Linked DNA regions of Zea mays: regions 1 and 2 are each linked to region 3. The links are chromatin contacts, called in public ChIA-PET and Hi-C maps. All regions are on one chromosome and are shown on one strand. Each heading gives the region's core, a stretch centred on a gene start, on an enhancer-like site or on the middle of the called end of the contact. The rest is flanking DNA. Distances are from core to core; before and after follow the strand shown. Region 1 holds the start of LOC100282295. Region 2 holds the start of LOC100279169 (DUF4228 domain protein). Region 3 holds the start of LOC100285304.

Region 1 (2,816 bases), core at 224-2,723, 370 kb before region 3:
GCAAAGGGTCAGTTGTAGAGCAAAAACCAAGGTGCATCTCAAGCAGCTGTTAGAGATGAAAAATTGGCAAAAGTAACAGTTGTGCTACATCTCAATACAAATAGCATCCTAAATGAAGCGCAACAGGAATCAAAGTTGTGCAGTTGCTCAGGTAACCGCTCAGGAGGAAATAATGAAAGAATATTTCCCAGGTTCATACAGCAGTAATCTGCTCTCAGAAGGTATTACGTCTCATCATAGCAACAGCCTAAACCTCAGCAGGAGAACGCTTGATATTAAGATTAAGTTCAACTTCAATGTAAACTCCATGTAACTCTAGTAAAATAATAGACTGATCAACTGGACCAACATGAACAAAAACATTATGAATATCATCTGTACAAAGACAAGAAAAATAACAGCTGCAAGAATTCATACACACCGCAGCAGCAAACGGGGACTAAATGTGTTTTCAAATCACAAGTAGAAACAAATTCCAGCAGGGTAATGACAAGCTCACAACCCTTCAAGACTTGAGAGAAAATTAAGTGGCCTTGGATATAAAAAAAAAGGCTATGCACCAAATCCTTTTGATAACTAGTTACAATAGGTTTATAAAACCAGGACGTCCCATTACCACACTACCGCAAGAGACTTTCACAAATGGCTTAGATATCTTTCATCCTAGCTAACAGGATTTGCTAGTACCGCGAGCATGAGCCACTACTAGTACGGCACTAGAAAACCAGGCAAAAACAATTAGCATGTAGGAACCAAGTTCAGCGACTAGAACAGACCATACAAAAATTTCGCATCCAGGAACTAACTTCACAACCTAAGATAGATTTCACCTATCCGGAACAACCAATGAAGTCGGCAGCTACATGATTCCGGTATCAACCAATGACCACTCTGACGCATCTGCACAATCAACCGAACGGGACGACGGAAGAGGGACATCAAGTAAATCATCTTACCCCCTTGGTGGAGGTCTGCCGGTGGCGCTTGGGCTTCTTGATGCCGTTCTTGTGCGCCTTGTACGACTGGTTGTGCGCCGTGTGGTTCTTCGACTTGGCCATCTCTTCCGGATCCCTGCAAACAAAAGGCGACTCAGAGTAAGGGGGAGGTGGATTGACGGTGAAGACGAACAACACATCTAGTAGGAACAGATCGAGCGGAGTGCCGGAGAGTTACCGAAGCGAGGATCGCGAGCAACGAATTGTCCGGTGGCGCTTAGGGTTTTTGTGATTGGCGAGAAGAGCAGGATTATGTACGGGCGTATGCTAAATGACCTTGTTGACCTCGGTGCCTTCCCGCATTTCGATCGTGAGATGATGACGGGTTTGCACGAATCGCCAAGCTGAGGATTACAATTATGGGCCTTTAGAGTACGTAGATGGCCCAATGAACTCATGAAATAGGGTAGCTTTTTCATTTATATATTTAAAAATATTTGAAATTTCAGAATATTATCGGCATTCACGACTTGACAGAAATGAGTGTTTACCGTCCGGTGGAGGTTTCATCCCTGCCACTCGGTGGGTGCCAGGGTGTGGTAGCTCCCCTGTTGACAAGGTGGTGGGGCAACAGGTGCCTGTCAGTGGTGGCAGCGTGTCTTCCTCTGACCAGAGTTTCGTTGATCCATGACTTTGATCATGTTGTTTTTTCTTTATTTTCATATTCTTGCTTATTTTTGTGTTCAAGTTGTATAATGTCATTCCCAAACTTCACAAGTCTTAATGATATACATTTTTAGAGAGAGAATATGCTGCAACTTGACCCTTTTGAGACTAATAATTTGCTTGAGTTCATCATGTTTAGTCTCAAAGGTGAATTAGAAGGGAAAATATGAATTTGGACAAAGGAAGATGCTTCCACTCCATAAACGACATCAAGGTTCCTTGTTTCAGATTCCCTTGGGTTCTCATTGCTACTTGCTTTGATTTGCTTTTTTGTGAGGCAACGGGGTTAGACCTTAGTTTCTCTATTTGGTGCTTAATACCAAAGGGGGAGAAAAATTAGAGGCTAAAGCAACTAGATCAACCACCATTTGAGTTTTAAAAATATTTTTGAGATTTAAACTTGTCTTTTGATTCAAAACCCTCTTGATATCAAAGAGATGTCCTCTTATTGTGAAAATTATTCTCTTATGGGGGAGAAACTTGTTGTCGGATATCATAATTAGGGGTACCCAGATTATGTCCCTAAAGCATACCTCACACCTGAGTACCAGAGAATCATAAGCCTCGAGCCCGGCCTCGGCCAAAGATCTCAGGACCACAAAGCATGCACATTAAATGTGACTGATACAAATACCTGCTCCGCCAATGACGCTGCAATCAACGAAGGACGACGAAACTGCAGCCAAATCTACTTTCACCGCCCACGATGACGCACGTCGCGAATACCGCGCATTGTTCCCACGCTCCGGTCACTATTTTCAAAAACTCCGGATAAGACATACGACGACTAGAAACAGTCTCAACCTCGCTCGAAGTCGGCCTCGATAGGAAACTCCGCCTCGCCCAAGCTCAGTCTCGGCCAACTGTCCTGGCAGTGGCACATTAAATGCCACCAACTCCCCGCGAATCCCACATGAGGCCACTCCGACTATTGTTGTGACCACTCCCAGCATGGCTACGTGCCCATGTGCAGACCCGACCTCGGTCTCAGGAGAAGTCTCCATCTCGCCCGAGTATGCCCTCGGCCAGCAAGCATCAACAGAAGAACATACGACGCCGTCAATCCTCCCGCAAAAACCGCTGGCTACAGAAACCATAAGGATGGTGTCAAGTATGCTTTAAACCATTTCACATGACACACGAGCCGGATTACCA
Region 2 (2,948 bases), core at 371-2,870, 350 kb before region 3:
TTCTGGTTTCTTATAAATGACTGCACCAAGGAGGGTTATGTCTTTACAAGGTGTATGCACGACTTGCCCTTCCATCGTCACCGGAAGGAAGAACAAGAAAAAAAAGAATATACATAAATCAATGAATGGGGATTCCTATTCTCTCTAAGAAAAATAACTATATTTTTTACTTCTTGGGTCTTATAGAAATAATTATATTTTTTTTCAATTTCATCCAACCCACGTGTGATAGAAATAATCGATATTAAAACCCACTTAATACCATCCAATCTATATGGATTAAGAGCAAAACCAATAAACCCTTAACAAAAACCTAGGCCTCATAGATAGTTTGTTGGTCGTTGTTAGCCTGTAGTCGCAATTATGACTGCACTGGGGTTTCATTGTAAGGCATATATATATATTACTCCATCTTGAAGGTCGTTGAAAGAGATGGATTATCTTACTTTTTTCTTTAGTCGTCCGTCCAGACGAATTCAACACGCACGAGGAAAGTAATTTCCACTTCCATCAACCACTAACATTGACATTTCTTAATTTAGTTAAATGCGTGAGCAAGCCTAAATTTGTCAGGTGATGCCACCGGATCTCCAAACTTTGAAAATGTATTTCCGAATCTCCAAATTTTGAAAATGTATTTCTAGGTAGTTGAACTTATTAAGTGATACGCTATAGTTGTCGGTATAATATAGAAATTGACATGATGCATCATTTTACAAGTTTAGAGATATGTGGTAAATCGTTTAACAAATTTAAGAAGTTAGAAATTTATTTTCAAAGTTTATGGATCTAAATGACATCTCTTGACAAATTCAGAGACCATCTATACATTTTACTCTTCTGATTTCTTATAAATGACTGCACCAAAGAGGGTTATGCCTTTACAGGGTGTATGCACAACTTGCCCTTCCATCGTCACCGGAAGGAAGAACAAGAAAAAAGAATATGCATGTATGAATGAATGAATGGGGTTCCTATTCTCTCTCTAAGAAAAAAAACTATATTTCCCTTCTTAAGGAAAACCTAGGCCTCATAGATAGTCTGTAGGGCGGGTTGCCATTGCCTGGGCCCAAATCCATGATCGTGGTTGCCCTCGCCGTTGACGTCGGGAAAGACCCTCTTGCCGCCTCCAGGACTGCTCTTGGTCGAATTCTTCTTCCCGCAGACCAACCGCGCGATGGCCTCGACTTCACGGTCTCCCAGCCGCGCACCGGCCCGGCCGGCCGGCACGAGGAGGTACACCACGCCAGCTCGCAGGAGCTCGTCGGCCGCCATCGCCCGCACCCGCCGCTCTCTCGCCACGTCCGTGGCGCGAGCCACCACGTGCCCCGGCGCGTCGATCATCAGCTCTGCGACCCCGGTGTTCTTGTCCACCAACGTCCGGCTGCCGTCCGGCTCGACGACTAGAGGCCGCGCGCCGGCACCGTTCGCGACGCACTGCGAGACGAGGTTGCCCATCCCGTGTCCGGACTACTCGCTACTGGCAGGCAACCAACGGAGCTTAATTTGGTTCCGTTCCTCCTGGGAATCGAGAGACCGAGCTCCAATTGAGCTGAGCTCTTGCTTGTGAGTCGTGAGCAGAGCTGATGGATGACTTGGTTGGATGTGCTGCTTGGTTTTGGTGGGTGCGCCTGCACGGGGTCGATCTGCTTTAAATCGTGGGTGTGCAGACGATCCGAGGAAGCTTCCTGGAAGGCGCCTGGTTCGGCCTGCGGCTGACACGTGGAAGAGCTGAGTGCGTGGAGGTGGAGCGTGTCAGCGTTTGTGACTGGCCGTTGCGGGGAGTGGAAGTGGACTCAGGAGTGCTCGGTAGGAACCTTGACTCGGCGTTGCCCGCGCATCAACGAAAACAACACGGGAGGCTGATTTTTGAATGGCGATGGTGGAAAATTTAGGTCATTAATTAAACAATATCATAATATACTGGTCCATCATAGGAAGTGATTAACTATTTATGTCACCCATTCAAACCTTTGTCGCATGCGATTAATAGTTAGTGCAGTTTAATATGAATTTATCAAGCATGATAATAATGTCACACCTCGATTTAAGGGCAAATCTGGTCCCGAATCAAATGTGTGTTGTGATTAAGTCTCACACATATAATGACTCATGATACAGAAACGAATATCACATCTCTAATATATATATATATATATATATATATATATATATATATATATATATATATATATATATATATATATATATATATATATATATATATACTACTCTATAAGAGTGTAGTGTAGACGTTCACAACCCGTGGTGCACGGGTCTGCCTCCGACACCCTCTCGCCCGCGCTCCGTTGATCTCGCGGTCCTCGCCCAGCCTCAGTAAACCACTCTCGCATGTTGGCCGCGCGTTGCCTGCCTCCCTCGCTCTCTATTGATGGAAGGACACAATTCAGGGAAGCCTCCGCAGCCGCCCTGCCATTCTCGCCCTCGCCCAACACTCCGCCCTGCCATTCTCGCCCTCGCCCAACACTCCATCGATGGAAGGGCATGGTTCCAGGGATTGCCTCCCCAGCAGATCCCACAATCCTCGCCCCGCCTGCTCGCCGCCACCATCCACAAGGCAACACCATGCCCCCGCTCCTCTACCATCCACGCCATCCTCGCCCCACGCCCGCCCACACACCTCGCCATCCTTGCCCTCCTCCGCGCAGGTCCTCGGTGCCCCTTCCCCCACCCCTGTCGTCCCCGCATATTCGGATCCGGGGTTCGCTCGGGTTGCCTCGCCTCGCCGGGGACCCACCATGGCGGTCAGGGAGCATGGTGGGTGGGGGAGATGGGGAGGAGCGGAGGAAGCATGGCGTCCTCTAGGAAGAAGCACAGCCGCAGCCGCCCGCAGGCTATGGACGATGACATCGACAGCTCCTGCTCCACCCCGTTCGCCAGCGCGCCGTCCAGCCCCGGACGTCCCCACGCCATCGGCGGCGGAAGCG
Region 3 (2,700 bases), core at 23-2,522:
TGAGACAACGGTGGTGGCGTTTAGCTAGCGATGTAAGAGACGAACCAGGTTTTGTTATAAGTGTACGAGAGAGGAGGCTAGCACCAATATTGGTTTGCATGCTAACCCTTATGCTCACCCTATTTATATAAGTGGTGTGAAAGAGACCTACAACTATAAGATTATTGCGCCCTTGATCGGAGCATATAGACGAGTATGGGTTGATTCCTTAATCAAGTTGAGATTGAACCTCGATAGAGATAACCCGGTTTACGCTGGAGACGGATGCATCCTTTCCTTGGTAAAGGCAGCAATAGACGGGGACGCGTATCATGTGTCACGAATGGGTGGTATAATCACTGAACTCAAACACATTGGGTATGTTTGGGAACTCAGTTTCTCGAAACCACAGTTTATAATACCACATTTCATTGTATGCTATGACATAAACTAATGGTATATTTTACATCAGTTCAATCCAACACATGTTTGGAGACACAATGTTTCAGTTGTGGTGTAGAAGAAAATATGAATGCAATTACGTGCAAGGCCAAAGTTTTTTTTAACAAAAAATACCGTGGTACTCCATGATTTAAAATATATTGTTTTCAGATGTGCTCCCAAACATATTTTGATTTAAAATATCATGGTATGCTCAACTATCATGGTTTTATTTAGGAACTAAGGAAACACTGTTTCAAACAGACCCTTGACCACGACGATGCAATAAAGTAGCCCGCGTTTGGCTACCTTTAGGTGCTCAAGTGGCCATCAAACGATTTTAGTTAGGATGATGTGCCTCACTTTCTTTGTTGAGGATTCGGTGGAGAAAATAAATTTGCTTTGCCTAAATAAAAAAAATGAATTAACGGATCGAGGCGACGACCGATGGAGGAGGAGATGTATCCACCTCCCGCTGCGCACACGATCCTGGTCCTGGACACGCGGCCAGGGCGCCCGGCTGCGGCCGGAGCCACTTGTCGCGCGGGATGGTAGCGTCCAGAGGCACGTCGCCGTCGCCATCGCCGCGGTAGAGAAGGCCAGGCTGAGCAGGAAGATCTCGCACGCCGCGTGACGTACAAGTACAACCATGTGTGTGAGACCAAACTCCCCGCCCGCGCCGCACCGCTTCCTAGTTCCTTTCCTGAAACGGTCGCCTGGACATCAACTATGCTGATGGATCAACGAACGTGATACGGGTCTCCTGTCCTCTCCTCTCTCTCTCTCTCTCTCTCTCTCTCTCTCTCTCTCTCCACCGGCTATATCATCGTACTGCCTTCGTCTCTTCCGTCAGTAGCTGCAGATTTCTGTCTGGTACAGGTAGGTAGGTCTCATCTCATCTGGAACTGGAACGTTCCAGAATTGCCTCCTCTCTCTATCTATGCTCCACCTTCCGTCATTCCCGGCCACCAAGGATTCGATCGATGTGTAATCCTGCCTTGCAGGTTGTCGTATACGTTGCGTGTTGCTGCTTGCTGGGGAGAGGGGAGCGCTGTTGCAGATGGCAAGCTTCAACCAAGAGAGCAGAGCAGGCACACAGAGGGAGGAGGTAATAACTGCCACCATCTCCGTGCTTAATCTCTCCGAATAGCCTGATCCTACGTACGCTAGCTGTTCCATTGTCTACTACGAAAGAACACATACTATATGTGCGTATCAGTAGTTATCCGCCCATTCGGAGGTCAGCTCCTTGGCTTGCTGTGGATACTACCTGAGAGAAGGTATTCCTACCATGGGCAGACATTGCAGGTCGTCCAGATGAAGGTCTCTATGTTTTTTCTGTTTTGTTTCAAAATTACAAAATATGAATTTCCTATTCTCGCTCGTTCGGTCCATGCTGCATTCATGGTTGTTTTTCCCCCTGGCCTGTACTATATGTGTAGAAGAAGCGGGATAGAAAACGATATGGAGAAGAAGAAAACCACTGGCCGTGTTTCCGATTCGTTTGTCGTAGAGAGACCAAATGCCAGTTTGGTTCTCTCCTTTGTTCGTCGGACCGGGGAGGAGGAACCGAAATTCGAACGTTCGTCGCTCCGAATATTCCGCGGCGAAACGTGCCTCCGGTCCGGGTACTTTAGACGACTTGGCTAGGTCAACCCCGAGGAACTCACTGAGACTTTTATTATATTTGGGCCTCATATGTTTCAAATGAGCCGCTGCCGACCAAGATCCTTGGTCCACACGTAGAAGCCCACGGGGCGAAAGGCCACACGGTTTTTTTTTTCTTGTTTGCATCATCAGGTTATTAAAGTCTGCAGTGTTGATTCAGTCCTATTATTATTACTTGACATGCGACGTCTTCACTTGAGAAATCGGCCCGGAATGGTTTTTCCAAGAGGTTTGTGTGATTTTCCAGGGTTAATTGCTGGAAACAACGACTTGGCCTTTTTTTGGTTTTTCCTCTCGCTGTCGACAGCGTCGTTGGCGTAGTCGTAGTAGTATATATTAGCACGGTGGGGGTTAAACTATTGCCCTGTGGAGATGCATGTTAAGATCCGAACTCTACTCAACTCAGATTGTCGATCTATAATTTTCTTGTTTTGCAGGCACCTCTACAGGGCAAGTACGGAGGCATTTCTCCGAAGAAGGCGCTCATCAACAAGGACCACGAGCGCGCCTACTTCGACTCCGCAGATTGGGTGCTCGGCAAGGTAGCAAATTACTCGTCAACTCAACTGGTCGCAGCCCAAAGACCGCGCGTGAGTAACCGCGGGCGATATA

The links. Hi-C and Micro-C count contacts between places; a contact is called where the count stands out from the background. ChIA-PET counts read pairs in DNA pulled down with a chosen protein or histone mark.
Region 1: a Hi-C map of leaf shows a contact between it and region 3, with 6 times the contacts expected there. The contact joins the promoter of LOC100282295 here to the promoter of LOC100285304 in region 3. A contact is called at or near these places in 9 of 25 Hi-C or Micro-C datasets (bundle sheath, ear, leaf and 3 more) and 1 of 3 datasets of contacts at active chromatin or transcription factors (leaf).
Region 2: an RNA polymerase II ChIA-PET map of seedling shows a contact between it and region 3, with 10 times the contacts expected there. The contact joins the promoter of LOC100279169 here to the promoter of LOC100285304 in region 3. A contact is called at or near these places in 6 of 25 Hi-C or Micro-C datasets (bundle sheath, ear, leaf and 2 more) and 1 of 3 datasets of contacts at active chromatin or transcription factors (seedling).

What each region holds. Positions count from the first base shown.
Region 1 is chr8:37,488,449-37,491,264 of Zm-B73-REFERENCE-NAM-5.0, reverse strand. LOC100282295 reads right to left here and starts at 1,473. Exons shown (of 3, transcript NM_001368947.1): 1 at 1,174-1,473; 2 at 957-1,071. The coding sequence starts at 1,414. LOC111590055 (small nucleolar RNA snoR128) reads right to left here and starts at 243; the gene lies at 144-243. It also overlaps a transcript of LOC100194015 not described here.
Region 2 is chr8:37,469,328-37,472,275 of Zm-B73-REFERENCE-NAM-5.0, reverse strand. It overlaps LOC100279169 (DUF4228 domain protein), which reads right to left and starts at 1,620. Exons shown (of 1, transcript NM_001152197.1): 1 at 827-1,620. The coding sequence starts at 1,458. The coding sequence ends at 1,024.
Region 3 is chr8:37,115,216-37,117,915 of Zm-B73-REFERENCE-NAM-5.0, reverse strand. LOC100285304 reads left to right here and starts at 1,272. Exons shown (of 5, transcript NM_001367220.1): 1 at 1,272-1,299; 2 at 1,425-1,528; 3 at 2,526-2,630. The coding sequence starts at 1,481.